Regions from separate parts of the Anas platyrhynchos genome. Here region 1 is linked to region 2. A link is a contact called in public Hi-C data. All regions are on one chromosome and are shown on one strand. Each heading gives the region's core, a stretch centred on a gene start, on an enhancer-like site or on the middle of the called end of the contact. The rest is flanking DNA. Distances are from core to core; before and after follow the strand shown.

Region 1 (6,853 bases), core at 3,678-6,177, 240 kb before region 2:
TCTGTGCATGAAGACTTGTAAAACTGTTGTGATATTCAGCTGCACTCGATTCAATTCCTACAGCTGGCTTTACAATTGCAAAAACACCTTCCACTGTTTAAACACACTGGTTAGTGTGATTTTTTTTTAGACTTATTTTTTACTTATTACTATTTTCCCCAACATTGAGACACTTAAATTGTTGATGTGACAACTTGTACATTAATCAGCCTTTAACATTTTATTAAATTCTCTTTCCACATTTGTTTTTTGTACTTGAAGACATGATAGTGGATCTTCTAGCACAACGTCACACTTGCTTTGAGTATGTGCTATTGATACTGTTATGAAGCGTAACAGTGCAGTGCTTTCTGTGTGGTTCTTATGATCTGATGATCAATTCCTCTCTTTACTTCAGTAGCTGAAACATATATATATATAAATTCTTCTGAAATACAGTAATTTGGAATTTGAGCTTTCTGTTACCTTGCTGTTTTCTTCAGGTGCATGTGAAGGAACGTTAGCCTGTTCGACTTGCCACTTAATCTTTGAAGACCACATATTTGAGAAGCTAGATGCAATTACTGATGAAGAGATGGACATGTTAGACCTGGCATACGGCCTCACAGACACGTAAGGCACCCTAAGGCTTCCCTACATCAAAGAACGGAAAGGAGGGTTTGCGCATGGGGAAGTCCAGTGTTCTTAGAATACCTTAATCAGCTTTTAATGAATAACTGGATTCTGTTACATGGATAGGACCAGCAAGTTTAACTGTTATTTTTCTGAATTCATACTGATGTCAGTACAGTTGATGAAATTTTAATGCCAATACTGTCAGTTTTTGTAAACTGAAGAGTGGCAGTTTTTAGCTCTTTTGTTTGATGCAGAAGTGTCAGATACTGAAGTGTGACCAAAACCCCAGTTCCTTCACCAAAAACTTTGCCACTGCAGTCCTGTGTATGAATTTCCTTGTTCTTGTTTCTCTTCTGTTTTCTGTCCCCATCAGTGTGTATCCAGTTAATGTATTTTATGGATATTTTTACATCAGTGTTTTAGTTTGGGTCAGATCTTTTTTTCACAGAACCACAAAGTGGTTGAGGTTGGCAGGGACCCCTGGAGACCTCTGGTGCCACCCCTGCTCAGACAGGAACACCCAGAGCAGGCTGCCCAGGACCATGTCCAAGCGCCTTTTGAAGATCTCCAAGGAGGGAGATTCCACAACCTCTTTGTTTTTTCTATGCTATTTTTTTCTGTGCTAGTGAAGTAACCTTCCATTCCTCAGCTTCACACTGTCACATGCCTTCTGACAGGGGAGTCACAGCCTCGTCACAGACATCATCACTCCACACACCTGTTCCTCGGGGCCGCACTGCTTGCTGGTGTGCACACAGCCAGTATCATAGAATATAACCACGTGAGCCATAGACAGCTACACCGAGAGGTTTCTTAAGCCCTTTCCTTCAGGTTTTAAAACAACTGCTTGTTGGAAGTCTTTGAGAATCTTTCCAGGGATTTCAGAGGGCTTCATACCTGGCCTGTATAGCATTTATTTTTTAATGTCTCTGCAAAGAAGTATTCTGAATTAACTCATTTATCTCCTTATACCAATAGTGGGAATCCTGCACAAATGTTTTCTCCATAAGGGTGTGCTTTCTCTGATTTCAGTCAGATCTTATCTTTTAAGGAGATTGTGAAAGCAAAGAAGGAAAGCTGAGAGACCTGTTTCAGCTTCATTTTTTTTTCAACTGTCTTTTTAGTTACAGGTTTAAAGCAAGGGTGTTTTAGTGAACTGAAAGGCAGTAGAAAGCCAGAGCTCTCTGTTTAAACACTATTTTCTCTCAAATTCCTTCAGACTAAATTAAGTTTTAGACCCTCTGAAGGCACGTGCTACTTGTGTCAGGTTCTCCTAACATCATGTGTTCTTCCTATGGCCAGGGATCTTTCATGTGTGTGAGAGGAAGACTTTCCTGGAAGAGTGTGCTTTTAGTGATTCTCATGTCTGCCATAGCTTGCCTGGTCTCGTGCTGATACAAAGCTTTGTAATGGAGATGTGCTGCCATGCGCTGTCATAAGTCTGAGGATAAAAGTTTTTTTTCTTGTCAGTGACTCTCTGGAATTGGAAAGGTTTCAACTAGCAGCTGCTGTGAAAGTTAATGCCTCATAAAATGAGGGAATGATTGGAAAAGCTAAAACAAAATTGTTTTGAATAACTGTAATATAATGGAGGTTCCTGAAAGTAATAAAATGAGAGGGGAGGGGGGAAAGTAAGCCCTGGCAAATTAAATGTTTAGAAAGAATGCTGAAGGAAAAAGATTAGAAACAAGAATATTTTTCTACTTTTTAACAAGCTATTTCAGCCTAGCAGAAGAAGGAAGCTTGTCTTCATGAAGAGCTAATTGGTGATGTAAAAAGGTGCACTTATAAATAGATATGTAAAAGCAAAGGTGTTTTCTTTCTTCTTTTTTTCCATTGCTTTTTTTTCCTGGAGATGTTACAAGGATGTCTGTGCACTGGAAGCTTTCTTTTCAGGACACTTCTGGAAGATCTGTGCTAGATTTTATGTAGTGATTATGTTTGTGAACGACTCGAGAGAAGAGATGAAGAGTAAGATGACAAAGCTTGTGTACAGTATTGTGTGACTGCAGCAAAGTCAGAAACTGGCTGTGACAGCACCTAGAAGGATCTTACGTGGTTGAGTGATGGGAAACAAAATTTGGTGGTAACAGATACAGATTAATGCATATGGAGAGGCAGGTGGAACAGTGGTAACTTTGCTTACTTGAAATGGGATGGCAGCTAGCTAAGCCTTTCCAGGAATGTCAGTTTAAAGTGTGTTTTTTTTTGTTTTTTGTTTGTTTGTTTTTTAAGTAAATGGAACATCAGCAATGTGAGGTAGGACCAGGTAGAAAAACAGAAAATACTGTTATATGACAAAATAGGGATTAATTGTATCTTCATATTTGTACAACTCTGACTTCCTGCCTCTTTAAAGAAAATAGAATGAGAAGAAGAAAAGGGAAGGCCTGTTGAAATGGTTAAAGGTGAATGGCTTTCAAGCAGGAATTAACTAAATCATTCTTTTTTCTTTTTTTTTTTTTTTTTGGAGGTGGCATGGTCCAAACTTCTTAGGCTGTCAGGGAAGGGGGGAATCTGGTTAAAGGTCTATAAAATTGTGAATGCTGTGGATGAAGGTAGTTTGTTTCTCACAGTGTTATTTAGCTCTACCTAATGCTTCATATTATCATGTAGCAGGCTCAAAAAAGTGTTGTTTCAAATTAAGTTAATTCTGTTGTCAACACTACAGTGTACATATGCAGTTAGCATTGGTTCTAACTGAAAAACAGAAATTTCAGCCAATTTAAGCCTTGCAAACAGGTATCGTAAACTGCATCTCTCTAGCGGATTGATTTTTAAAGATACTTTTATGCTTGCATATTCACAAGTTGAAGTCTTCTGCCAAAATATATATTTATGCATGTATTGCAGTACCTTGAAGCTGATGCATACAGTCACTTACACTGCTTTCAGGTGTAGCACTCAACCAGCATCTTTAACAGCTGCTCTCTACATGCTTGAAAGAGTTCTGTGCACATATTAATGTGGTATCTTTCTTATGATCTCTCTGCCTACATTCCTATGCTGATTAAATTATTATTCGGCTGGTGACATGGAATATTGTACATCCTTGCTAACACCTAGGTATTCCTAAAAATGAACACGTATGTGTTAAATTGGCTGAGTTCATTTAAAAAGCTGGGAGTAAGTCTTAGACTCCAGTGTTAAAACAGCAAAGAAAGACACTGCATATTGCTGGACTAAAGAAGCAAAACTGGAAGAGAGGATTCATTGTGTGATAATGTAGTGATTACTGAGATTAAATATATTTTTCAAGTTCATTATATCTGTCTTACAACATGCAAGCTGCATGAATTCACTTCTTTCTGTGAACATAATGTTTTGATTGGGTTGGTGAATTTGTAGGATGATAAACATGCTTGTCAGGATATATTCCTGTTTCCGCAGTGTGTTATCATCCACTCAGTCATGTTAAAAACCTGATCCAATTACCCTCAGCTGTAGTTTGCTTCTTTGTTTACGAACTGGTAAAAAGTTGGCAGGCTTCTTTAATATATGTAATTTCTGGCAAACACTGTGCTAAGCCTGCAAGGAGTGAGTTCTAAAGAGATCAAATTTTAGACTTCTTAAAGACCCTGTAGCTATCGTATGGACATGGAATAAGGTAGTTAATATGTCCCATGTGGTTCATGTGTACTCTCCATTACCTTATCACAGAGCTTTTTTTTTTTTTTTTTTTTAAACAATGTTAGTGGTAGGAAGATGCTTCTCAGATACATGCTTAGGCAGCAGCTGTGTTAAGAGAAGGTAAATGGGAATTTTCTTGTAAATAATTAGGAAAAAAAAGTCTAGAACTCCAGGTAGAAGTTGGAGGGGGAAGTCAGACTTGGACTTGAACTTGTAGAAAGACAGGAGGGATGGGAATGGAAAGAAGTTCCTAATTTCTTCTCAGTCAGGTTGTATGTAGCTTTTTTGACAAGCTGTAAAAATTCAACTAACCTAAGCTGTCAGGTGCATTGTTCAGATGCATGTTCAGTTTTCTCGGGCTGTCTTCGACCCTGGGTGGGTTAGGCTGTGCTTTTACTGAGGTTGTCTTTCAGGTTAATTGCTTTGTCTCTTCAGAGAGGCTGAATGCTCTTGGGAGATCAAGTGTCTGTCCCTACCCTTGACTGTGAACCACTGTAAAAGGAAGGGTCACCATCACTGTGTTGCCTCAGCAAGTGTGAAGCACTTGGTGTTCCCCTTCCAACGTGCTGAAGCCTGCAACCTAAGAGTGTAAATCAGTGACCGTGACTAATGCCACATATCTTTGCATTGATGCAAGCAGTTTACTACTGGTCTTGATTAAGACCGTGCACGAGGGGACTGTTTCTGGATCACAAAGTGTTTGGGATGGCCAAAGGTCCGGGAAGCAGGGCTGGCTGTAAGTACTGAGAGATGTGTGACTGGCTGGAGCTCAAGGCAATGTTATTTCCTTACAGATCACGTCTAGGCTGCCAGATCTGCTTGAAGAAATCAATGGAGGATATGACTGTTCGAGTACCAGAAGCTGTTGCTGATGCTAGACAATCAGTAGATATGAGTAAAAACTCCTAAAAGAAGATACCGTAGGAGTTTTAAAGAAGCTTAATTATTTTTATAACTTATTTTTAAATGTATAATTAAATATGGAAACTTACATAATTGTGAGTTATTTTATATGACTATCAATACTAGATTAATGCTATTTTAATTTTCTGTATAGAACCTCCTATATTTTTACGCATAAGATGCAATAATACTTCTAACTGATCATTGGACTATAAATGTTAGCAAGTGTATTACAGATTTCATAGAGTATTAATCTGCCAAAACCTTTAATGGTGTTTGAAAACTGAATCACCTCTGTGAGACCTCTAAAACCCCTGGGCATTGCTGGGTTTCAGACCTAGATCTGTTAAAGAGCACAATTTGTAAGACTGCATGGGGTCTGTTTAAGTGATGCCATTAAAGGTGGTGTGCTCAGAACTAACTGATTCACTTTCTCACTAATGATGATACTTCCTTAGCAAATAGTGGATTTTCAGGGTAGGGATTTTACAAACTTTAGGAACTCATTGGAGACGTGACAAATTCTGTCTCACAGAAATACTGTTAAAATCACAAAATCTAGGGGCCAGTAAAAGAATGTGGGCACCTGCCGATTAATTATTGCGGTACGCCACAGATGTGGAGATCCATGTGGCTTAGAGTAAGGGCTTGGAGCTGTCTGACCAGGAGAGCACAGCCAGAGGAGGTGAATGCAAATTCTTGCCATTCTCTGAAGCTTGGATGGCTGAGTTGGGGCTGAAGAAAGCAGGGTTTGTCAACGTAATGTTTGTTTTGAATCATTGTCTCTTGCTTTTCCCGTTTTGAGCTTGTTCAGGAGGCAGCCTGATGTTAGCTAAGGCATTCAGTGTGAAGAGAGTCCTGCATTCTGTGCCTTGATCTCAAATCATTTCAACGATTGATGTGAAATGACTAGGTACATTTTTTCCATAAATATGCACTCGGTTTCCCAGAAGTGGTAAGGAGATCCCCGTGGTGGGATATCGTGTGGAGTGATGATCGAGAGCCTTCAGTTGGGACTGGGTTTAGTCATTCTGAAGGAGGGCAAAATGAAACAATGTCTCTAAGACTCTACTAGTTTCTTCTTTTTTTTGGCCAAAATAATTAAATGAAATGTCTGTTGCTGATACAATAGAAGATCATAGAAGATTGTAGTTGTTACTGTTATGATTTGGGGCATAATCTTATGTCTAGATCATGTTTATTTACATTTGAATGATCTAATGTATTCATCAGTGCTTTAACTGAACTGGTGACAATGACACCTATGACATCTTTTCTTTCATTATTATATTTATGGGAGAGGGGTAAAATACTATCCAGTGTTGAACATTGGGATTATTTTGAGCTTCATAAAGCAAAAAATAGTCCCTCTTACAAAAATAAAGTATTTTCTAGAACTGTATTAAAAATAATAGATGTAGCTTGGAATCCTCGATTTCCTCTCTGAGTAGGTATTTCTTTGTTTCGTGGTGGTCGCTTGGGGCCTTCCCCTAAAGCAAGGTATGCTGAATGTGCTCTGCTCAGAGAACTTAATAATTAGGGGTTTCAGAACTCACTTGGTATCTCATCACATTAAAAATGTGACTTCAGGGTTTAAATTTCCTCACTTTTTGAAAGATGAAGAGAACGAGGTTGGGTAGAAAGGTGGAAATAAATGGAAGAAGTGTTCTGAAGATACTGCTGCTTCCTTTGTAACTGCTGTGAG
Region 2 (7,580 bases), core at 766-3,265:
GTTCTCATCCTTGTCTTTTGATATTTTGTAGAACTACTTTGGAGATTGACTCTGAAAAACACTGGTAACAGGAATTTGTATTACACGTGCAACTTCAGCCTTGTACATACTGATTTGCAGTCTCACAGAGAACAAGCTGGGGATGAGTATTTTAGGTGAGGTACATCTGCAAGGTCTGTAGCATTGCCACTGATTCAGCTGTGGTATGGCAGTCACTGTACTAGCTGTGGAAATCCATCGGTAGCTGTCACATTTGTTATTCAGTCCTGGTAACTTCCATTAAACATGTCAACCCACTAGAGTTCACCTAATAGAGACTGGATGCTTCGTTAAAGTCTGTCATGTAGGTTGTGGGGCAATTTTGCAATGGACTCCTCTCAGTGCTGGTTGTAATCGAGTTTCAAAATACCATCCCAATAAGGATGGTAAATGGCAACCGGGACTGCACAATCAGCAGGGGTGGGTCTTTTTGTATTAAAGAAAGTTTGAACCTAATTTGTTCAATGGTGTCATCTACCTCCCTGGGGAGTATCCTCACTGGGCAAATGCCCTCTTCAGTGAGCAGCATCGTATTTTTCTTGACAAATCTGACAATATCTAAGGGCCCATTTCTGCCTCACAGCCTTTTTGATGTAATACGTGTGAGTTTGTTCTTGCAGTGATGCGTCTTTATTTTTTATGCACTTTGCTATTTACCAAGTGTAGAAAAATCTTGATGAAAAGGTGGTGGCTACCTAATCAGGGTTGAAATTATTAAGAGTCCACTTTTCGAGTCTAAGTGTAGAAGATGCCATCTGCGAGTTAAGAGATGCGGGACTGGTTAATGCAAGGTTCCCTGGCCAGCAGATCTGGTGGAGCACACGGAAAACCCCAGGGTCAAGGCAGCAGTTTGTGATGTTGCTGGAGCTGTCTGGAAAGGGAATGTATTTGGGAATCTTTATTCAAAATTGAAATATAAACTGGTTTTGGTGTCTTTGTAGCAGGTGATAAATGTTAGCCTCACTGATGCACTGTCTGCAGTTCAAATTTACTATAGACTGCTGGATCAGTCACTACTTGGAGGACCTAGACTTGAAGATCTTTACACAAATATCCCTCCCAACCTCCTAGAAGCCTTCAGCCTTACTAAATCTACAAGAAACAAATTTTCTGTAGGCCAAACCACAGCAAAGAGATGCAGACTGGACACGAGGCACTGCTATAAAATTTTACAAGTCTCTATGAGAATTTCATACAACGTTGAGTTTAATCAGGTCCTGGTTAACAAAGAGGGCTTCTGAGGGAAAGCGCTGAATCAACTTAAGGATAACTTGTAGAAATTTCTGTTCTTCTCAACCAAGTCATGCTGCAAAGCATACTCAAGTATGAGTATTCAATTAATTAATTTACTAAAAGTAGTTGAGGAGCTAGCACCATAGAATTGGGTAATTTTGAACTTTACTGATTCTTTCTTCATGTTCATTTGTTTTTTTCCATTGAACTAGTCTGTATTGTGAATAAAGACTAAGCAAATTTCACATCACTTTTTGAATTTTGCCTTTTTGAGTCAAAACCCCAACCTAACAAACACTTTTTTTTAGCACTGTTAAGGTCTTGCGGTAGAACCTAGATTTACTGTGCCAACAGTGCAAAGATTCGAATAACCTAAAGCTTGTTAGGACACCTGCTTCTTTGACAGCTGGCTTAGTTCATGATTTGGCACTTAAAGTGTCTAAAAGTTGTGAGAGAATATCAGTGTGTTTAACTATACTTTACTATAGGTGAATTAAACAGAAATCTGGAATAAAGTAACCCCGAAGCTTCTAGAAAAGGAGAAGCCATTTTCAAAATCGGTCACCAGCCGAGCCCTTGGGACGCCATTTCGCAACAGCCCCGCCTTGCCTCGCCTCAAGGCAAGAACATGGCGGCGGAGCCCGCCCGCCCGGGCCGCAGCGAGCACCGCCCTCCCCCCCCGCCTCTCTGTGATTGGCTGAAAGGGGCAGGCGGGCTGACGAGACGCTCGCTGATTGGCGGAGAGGGCCGCTATCTTGGCGCGGGAAGGGCAGTGTGTGGTGGTGTTGCGTCGGAGCTGTGAGGTGGCGGAGGTTGTTGTCTGGCGGTCTCGGTGCGGTCCCGTTATAAAGCGGTGGGGGCTCGCAGGAAAGGCGGCCGTGTTGGGGCTGTGCCTGCAGGTAAACCATCAGGAAAGGGTTGTGAAACCCGTACTGGTAAGGGTTGGGGTGTGTCTAGTGGGGTATCTGGGCAGCATGAGGCAGGTGGACCAGCCTTCTGTTAATCTTAAAAGATTTCTGAGGCAAACACACCTCACGATAATTCCATGTCTCCTTATTTTCCTTTCAATCCTTACAAAGGGATGTAATCTATATTTGGTTAAGTGAGGTAATGTGCACGTTGAAGTAAGTCTCTCTCTTCTTTTTTCCTTCTAAAGTCAGGTACACGATGAGTAGAAAGGACTCGATGGATGGCAGCGGTGAGGAGCTTACAAGAAGAAAATTGGAAGCTATAAGGCATGTAAACATTAAGACTACTCTAGTGATTTCATGTTCTTTCTGTTCTGCCTCTAATTTTTAGGAAGTAGCACTGAAGAAGCATAGAAGTAATGTTTGAATCGTGTGTTGTTGCAGATGAGTTTTTATGTATGAAGATGTACAGTAATGGCATGCATAAAGTTTTAAAATTTGGGAAAGGAAAGGTTGAATTTAGAGTTTCAGAGTTCTTAGTATTTTAGATTTTGGTAAAGGTTTCAAGGAATGACATTTTAAATGATTCTTGGGATGTTTTCAAATACTGGCTTATTAGGTTACCAATATCTTCTATTGATCTAGGTATTTTACAAGTAAATAAGGCATTGATACATTCAATATGCTGTTGGTTAAATAACTACATAAAACAAATTGATTTAAATTGTTACATAGCCAGTTAGCGGTGGTTCTAGTGACTCTGAAAACTGGTTCTGGTCGCTTAAAAATTTCAGTATCACCTTCATGGGCAGTAAACTCAGTATCGTTGGAGGTAATGATCTGCCTTGAGTTAGAAGAGGATAATTGTTCTGTGCAAGTGCTCTATGTCTCATTAACTGAATCTTTTTTTCTGCATAATGTCATCTGGTAAAAAGCGAGTGAGCTTAGTTCTAAGAGCTGGGAGTTAGAATTCATGTTTGGTTTATGTCTCTAAAGATTTTAAACCTCTGCTTTTATTTCTGAAGGCAGTGCCTTAAGATACTGGAAGAGGACTTAACAGAAGAAAGTCACAGAAGTGACTTGTGTTGTATATTAAATGATACAAGTGTGAAAGGTGAGATTTTTGGTTCTTGACTTCTATTGCCAGCAATTCTGTGTTGTGCAATATTCACTGTTCCAGATTTCTCAAGTTTCAGGTGGTCTCACAAAGATAATAAACAAGCTGCCAGATTTGATTTTTTTTCTTTTTTTTGCTTTGTTGTTTGTAAAATCTTGAGTATCTAGTATCTATGGAGGCTTCATGAAATTTGTCTTTTCCTGCAATATGGCTACGCATTTTCAATGTGTTTTCTTTGCCTTTTTGCCTTTTTTTCCATGTGGTTTTCTTGTCCCTCATGTAGCAGCAGTATAACATACATATCATGCAGATAATGCCCTAAATCATTAAAGGTAGGTAAATTTCTGTAATTCTATCTAAACTTTCATATCTACATATCTGGGCTTACTGTTGATGTAATGTATTTGTAGAAAACTATTGTAGTGATCATGTATTCATTTTTGTGTCACCAGTTAAGATGCCTTCCAGCTTAAACACTCACAGTCAAATGTTACCTGTGCTTGCTGTTGTAGAGATCAGTGATGGGGATGAAGAGACTGATTTTTCTGGTTCCTTTTCTACAGAGGTAGGTTGATGTAAATCTTTCTGTTCTGAAATTACTGCAGTGCTCCAAAATGGTATTACAGAATTCTCTAGGCTTCTATGGAAAGTGGCTGAAGCCTGGCTCCAGTCAGAGAAGTGTGTGCCCTTCGTAGACTTGTGCTCTGCCAGCAAGTCTTTGCTAGCATTTCCAGCAGTGCAATATCCCTGTGAAGTGCTCACCCGTTGTCCAAAGTCTGGTTTTAGAAAAACTTGTTTTACAATTATTGTCCTTTGTTGCTGACTCCATTCTAGCTTCTCATCTGCACATAAATGTGCAAAAAAGAATTGGTATAAATGTGTATTTAAAAAACTCTCCCTGTCAGTTCCCAAGTGAAGAGAAGATTTCTCTAAAAGACAATTTCTGTTTGAACAGTACCGTGTGCCTTATGAATGTTTCTCTCTTTCAACGTAAGAAAACTGCTCTGCTTGTGAATACTTTGTGTTACAACATCCTAATGCCATTTTGGACAAACTGCATTTTTTTTTCAAGGTATTTTTAATGTAATCTAAAAGGTAGGGTGTGGCCATTCTGGTGCTTCCATTGTGAAACTCAAATTCAGCTGCTATTGCAAAACACAAATATTCAAGGTAATTAAACCAAGTCATTAAACTCTACTGAAGTTATTTCAGTAAAATTACTGAAAAATAAATCAAGTTCACTGTTGCAGTATACTGGAAGCACTTACTAGTTTGGCGTAACAGTGGGGAAAAGTACTAAGAGCAAACAGGAAATTGCCATTCCATTTACTAGAAACACTACTGCAAGGATATATTGACTACAAACTTCAGCTTGGAATCTGTTTTGTTGCACAATAGGTTGCTCGATCAACAGTGCTCGTTTTGAAGCTTGGCCTTATTGGAATATGTGGGGTGAGGGGTGGTTTGCTGAAGGTGAGAAGGGGTTTGTAGGCTGTTTACAGTGGGAATTTGATTTTACCCTGTATTTGAATTTGTTTTACTCTTCCCTCTGAATTCAGCCCAAATTGGATGTTAAACTTGGATTGAGTGGTAGCAGCTCAGAAGATCTAGGAAGGTAAGCCTAACTTTTTAATGTGGTTAGATGCCACACTGGGGTGGGAATTGACTGAGTAAGAAATTCCAGAAATATTTCTCCAGCTGATTTTTTTGCTTCTGTTTTTTAATGTAACAAACTTTACCAATGTGTTCTCAGGATGGCTGCCTGGTGCAACCAAAACACAACTTAATTGAGGGCATCAGACAAGCACTGAGGGCCTCCTGTGTTTCTAACATCTAAATATGAGTAGTATTTCATTGAAAGGGGGGAAAAAACAGGCTTGGTTTAACTTGAAGTACTTGGGACTGAAGGTTTTAAAGGCTGTTCGTGGTAACTCTGTGATAAGAGTGCATCTCCAGCTGCTACTGGCACCATTGCACCTACTGCTTAGGTAACCAATTACCAGAAATACCAAAATTAGATGCTGGCAAAGTTCCTTGGTATTGTCGTATTACATTTACTTAGCTATCTAGGCTATGTGAACTTGAAGTCTTAAAAGAGGGTGTGTTTCCCTGACTGTTGTTGCCATGGAGAGTCATCTTCATATAAAAATAGTTCCAGGTAATTCTTAGGGTTTTGTTAGATGAGTGTAAGGGATGCATGGGAATTAATATTTTGAGATTGATGCATCTTACCATCTTATCTGCACCTAAACTTGACCAAAATAAAACTTAAGATTTCATGTATGGGTGTCAGCCTGTGCAGCAGTGTTTGCCAAGTCCTCTCACAGTCCATCAAACAAAGTGGATTGTAGAAGAAACAACGCTGCTTCCTTACTGCAGTTCAGTTGTTCTTTGCAGGCTTTTTTTGTGAGGGTCTTGACAGCTGTTTACCGCTACCATGTACTTCACAAGAGAGCCGTATGACCAGACAACAGAATTTAAGAGGCTTCCTGTATTGTTTTGGTATAATCTGCCTTGTACTAGAAGAACTTAAACAGCCTAATACCTGATGGGATAGCTAAAAGAAAATACATGGGCAACAGAAGTGAATCTTGGAATATTAATGGGCATGCATTTCAGTTTCATCGGAGTGAAAAATCACTACTGTGTTGTAAGCTTTTGTTCCTGTCTTTTTTTGTAAGATAAATTGTAAGCTAAAATAGATGATACAGTTGAATTTCAAGGTGATGCTGGTAGGAAGGGACCTTCTCAAAAGAATGAGGTATGTCTAGAACATGACCGTGTAAACTGAACTGTTCTAAGAACAGTTGTGCACATGTGCTTAATGACAAATTCTGAAATGCTCAAATAGTGTATTAACATCTTTCAGGGAAGTTTGTTTTTATTTTATGTGGGTGGGTTTTTCCTTAAAGTTCTGTTTTGCAGGCCCTTCAGTTCCAACACCGAAGAGAAAGGTGTTCAGTGCCTGATTTCCTCAGATAGTGGGCTAAGCTGTAAACCAGGTGTAGCTCCATCAGCAGACACGGTGCGTTAACGTTGAATTTCTTTTTGTTACTTTTTTTGTAAGCATAATTAATACTGCATTTCTTAAAACACACAAACCTGCAACCTTAACTATTAAGTGCTATTCTTCTATTCTGGTATGGGTTTGATGTACAACTATGGTGTTAACAAAATAATTTGACTGAAGTTTGTTCGTTTTATTTAAAATGCTGTTCACACCTAACCAGGCTGTAGCTGAGGAAGACAGCACAGCCAGCTGAACAATCAGGTGTTTTGAACTTAAAAAAAGTTTCACAGTATTTGATTTTGGGGTTTTCTTTTCAAATAGAGGACAACTGCAGGGCATCCTTAAAGCAGTCTAGTGGTTTATCAAGGCAACATGATGGGACAAATGGATCTGTGAAAACATTGTTAGGTTTTCTAACGTGATCTTTCTGAAGGAGGTTTGTGAAGTTCAAGGCAACAAATAAGCTAGCTTGTTGCATATTTTAAAGTTCCAATAAAATGGGAATTAATGGAACATCCTCTGCCAATCCCATGTTCTTGCATGGAGACTCTCCTGTATGGTTACCTTGAAAGTATCTTAATTGCATATGCTTGTTTTCTAATACAGTTTTTGTTAGTGCCTGTTAAAGTGTGAAAATTGTTCTTTTCTGAACATCTTTGGGAGATTTATCAGAAATAAATCTGAATCATGTTATCTTAAACTTCAATATATTATGTTTATAAAATACTAAACCAAATCATCTGAAGTCATCTTCAGAGTATATCATGTTTGAGGTCATAAGCAGTCCTTTGATGGTAGTTGAACTTCCGTGAACAGAAGCTGTCTGTTTGAGAAAGTTGAGAATGGTGTCCGCATCATGAGTTCAAAGGATGGAAAAGCAACTTCCATCAAAGTAACTTGAGATCATAGTCTAATCTTGATGAACTTCTGCTTGCTTTTGTGTTTTTCCATTATTTTCTCCAGGGTACTTTATTTGTGGCTGGTGACTTCAAAGTCTGGCAGGATCACTTCTTAGATCACTTTATGAGAATACTGTTATAAATGGCTCAGGATTCAAATTAGGATTAAATAAAAAAATAGGATTTATTAAAAGAATATAAAGGAATAGAGGTAAGCAAACAGCGCTGGGTGCACCGGGAGTCTCTGCTCCACCAGGACGCACACCAGTTACATCAAGCAGCTGATTTTTATGCACCTAGACTAATACATATTCATTACTACTTCTAAAAAAATAGATTATTATAATTAGCTTCCGGGGTCCAGTCCCTCCTAC

What was found. A called contact is a pair of places that touch in the nucleus more often than the background predicts.
Region 1: a contact with region 2 is called in a Hi-C map of subcutaneous adipose tissue, with 3 times the contacts expected there. The contact joins the enhancer-like site here to the promoter of RNF17 in region 2. A contact is called at or near these places in 2 of 8 Hi-C or Micro-C datasets (F1 follicle and subcutaneous adipose tissue).

What each region holds. Positions count from the first base shown.
Region 1 is chr1:189,351,300-189,358,152 of IASCAAS_PekinDuck_T2T, reverse strand. FDX1 (ferredoxin 1) reads left to right here. Exons shown (of 4, transcript XM_027468626.3): 3 at 483-612; 4 at 5,040-6,853. The coding sequence ends at 5,154. Among named protein-coding and RNA genes, the nearest start is that of FDX1, 12 kb to the left of the region's middle. Within about 2 kb of position 4,927, at least 2 of the 8 cell types and tissues checked have an H3K27ac peak or open chromatin away from gene starts, as enhancers often do. A contact at or near this core is called in subcutaneous adipose tissue, where this site is marked.
Region 2 is chr1:189,109,600-189,117,179 of IASCAAS_PekinDuck_T2T, reverse strand. It overlaps RNF17 (ring finger protein 17), which reads left to right and starts at 2,015. Exons shown (of 36, transcript XM_072032712.1): 1 at 2,015-2,171; 2 at 2,429-2,511; 3 at 3,210-3,294; 4 at 3,750-3,862; 5 at 4,857-4,912; 6 at 6,223-6,322. The coding sequence starts at 2,440.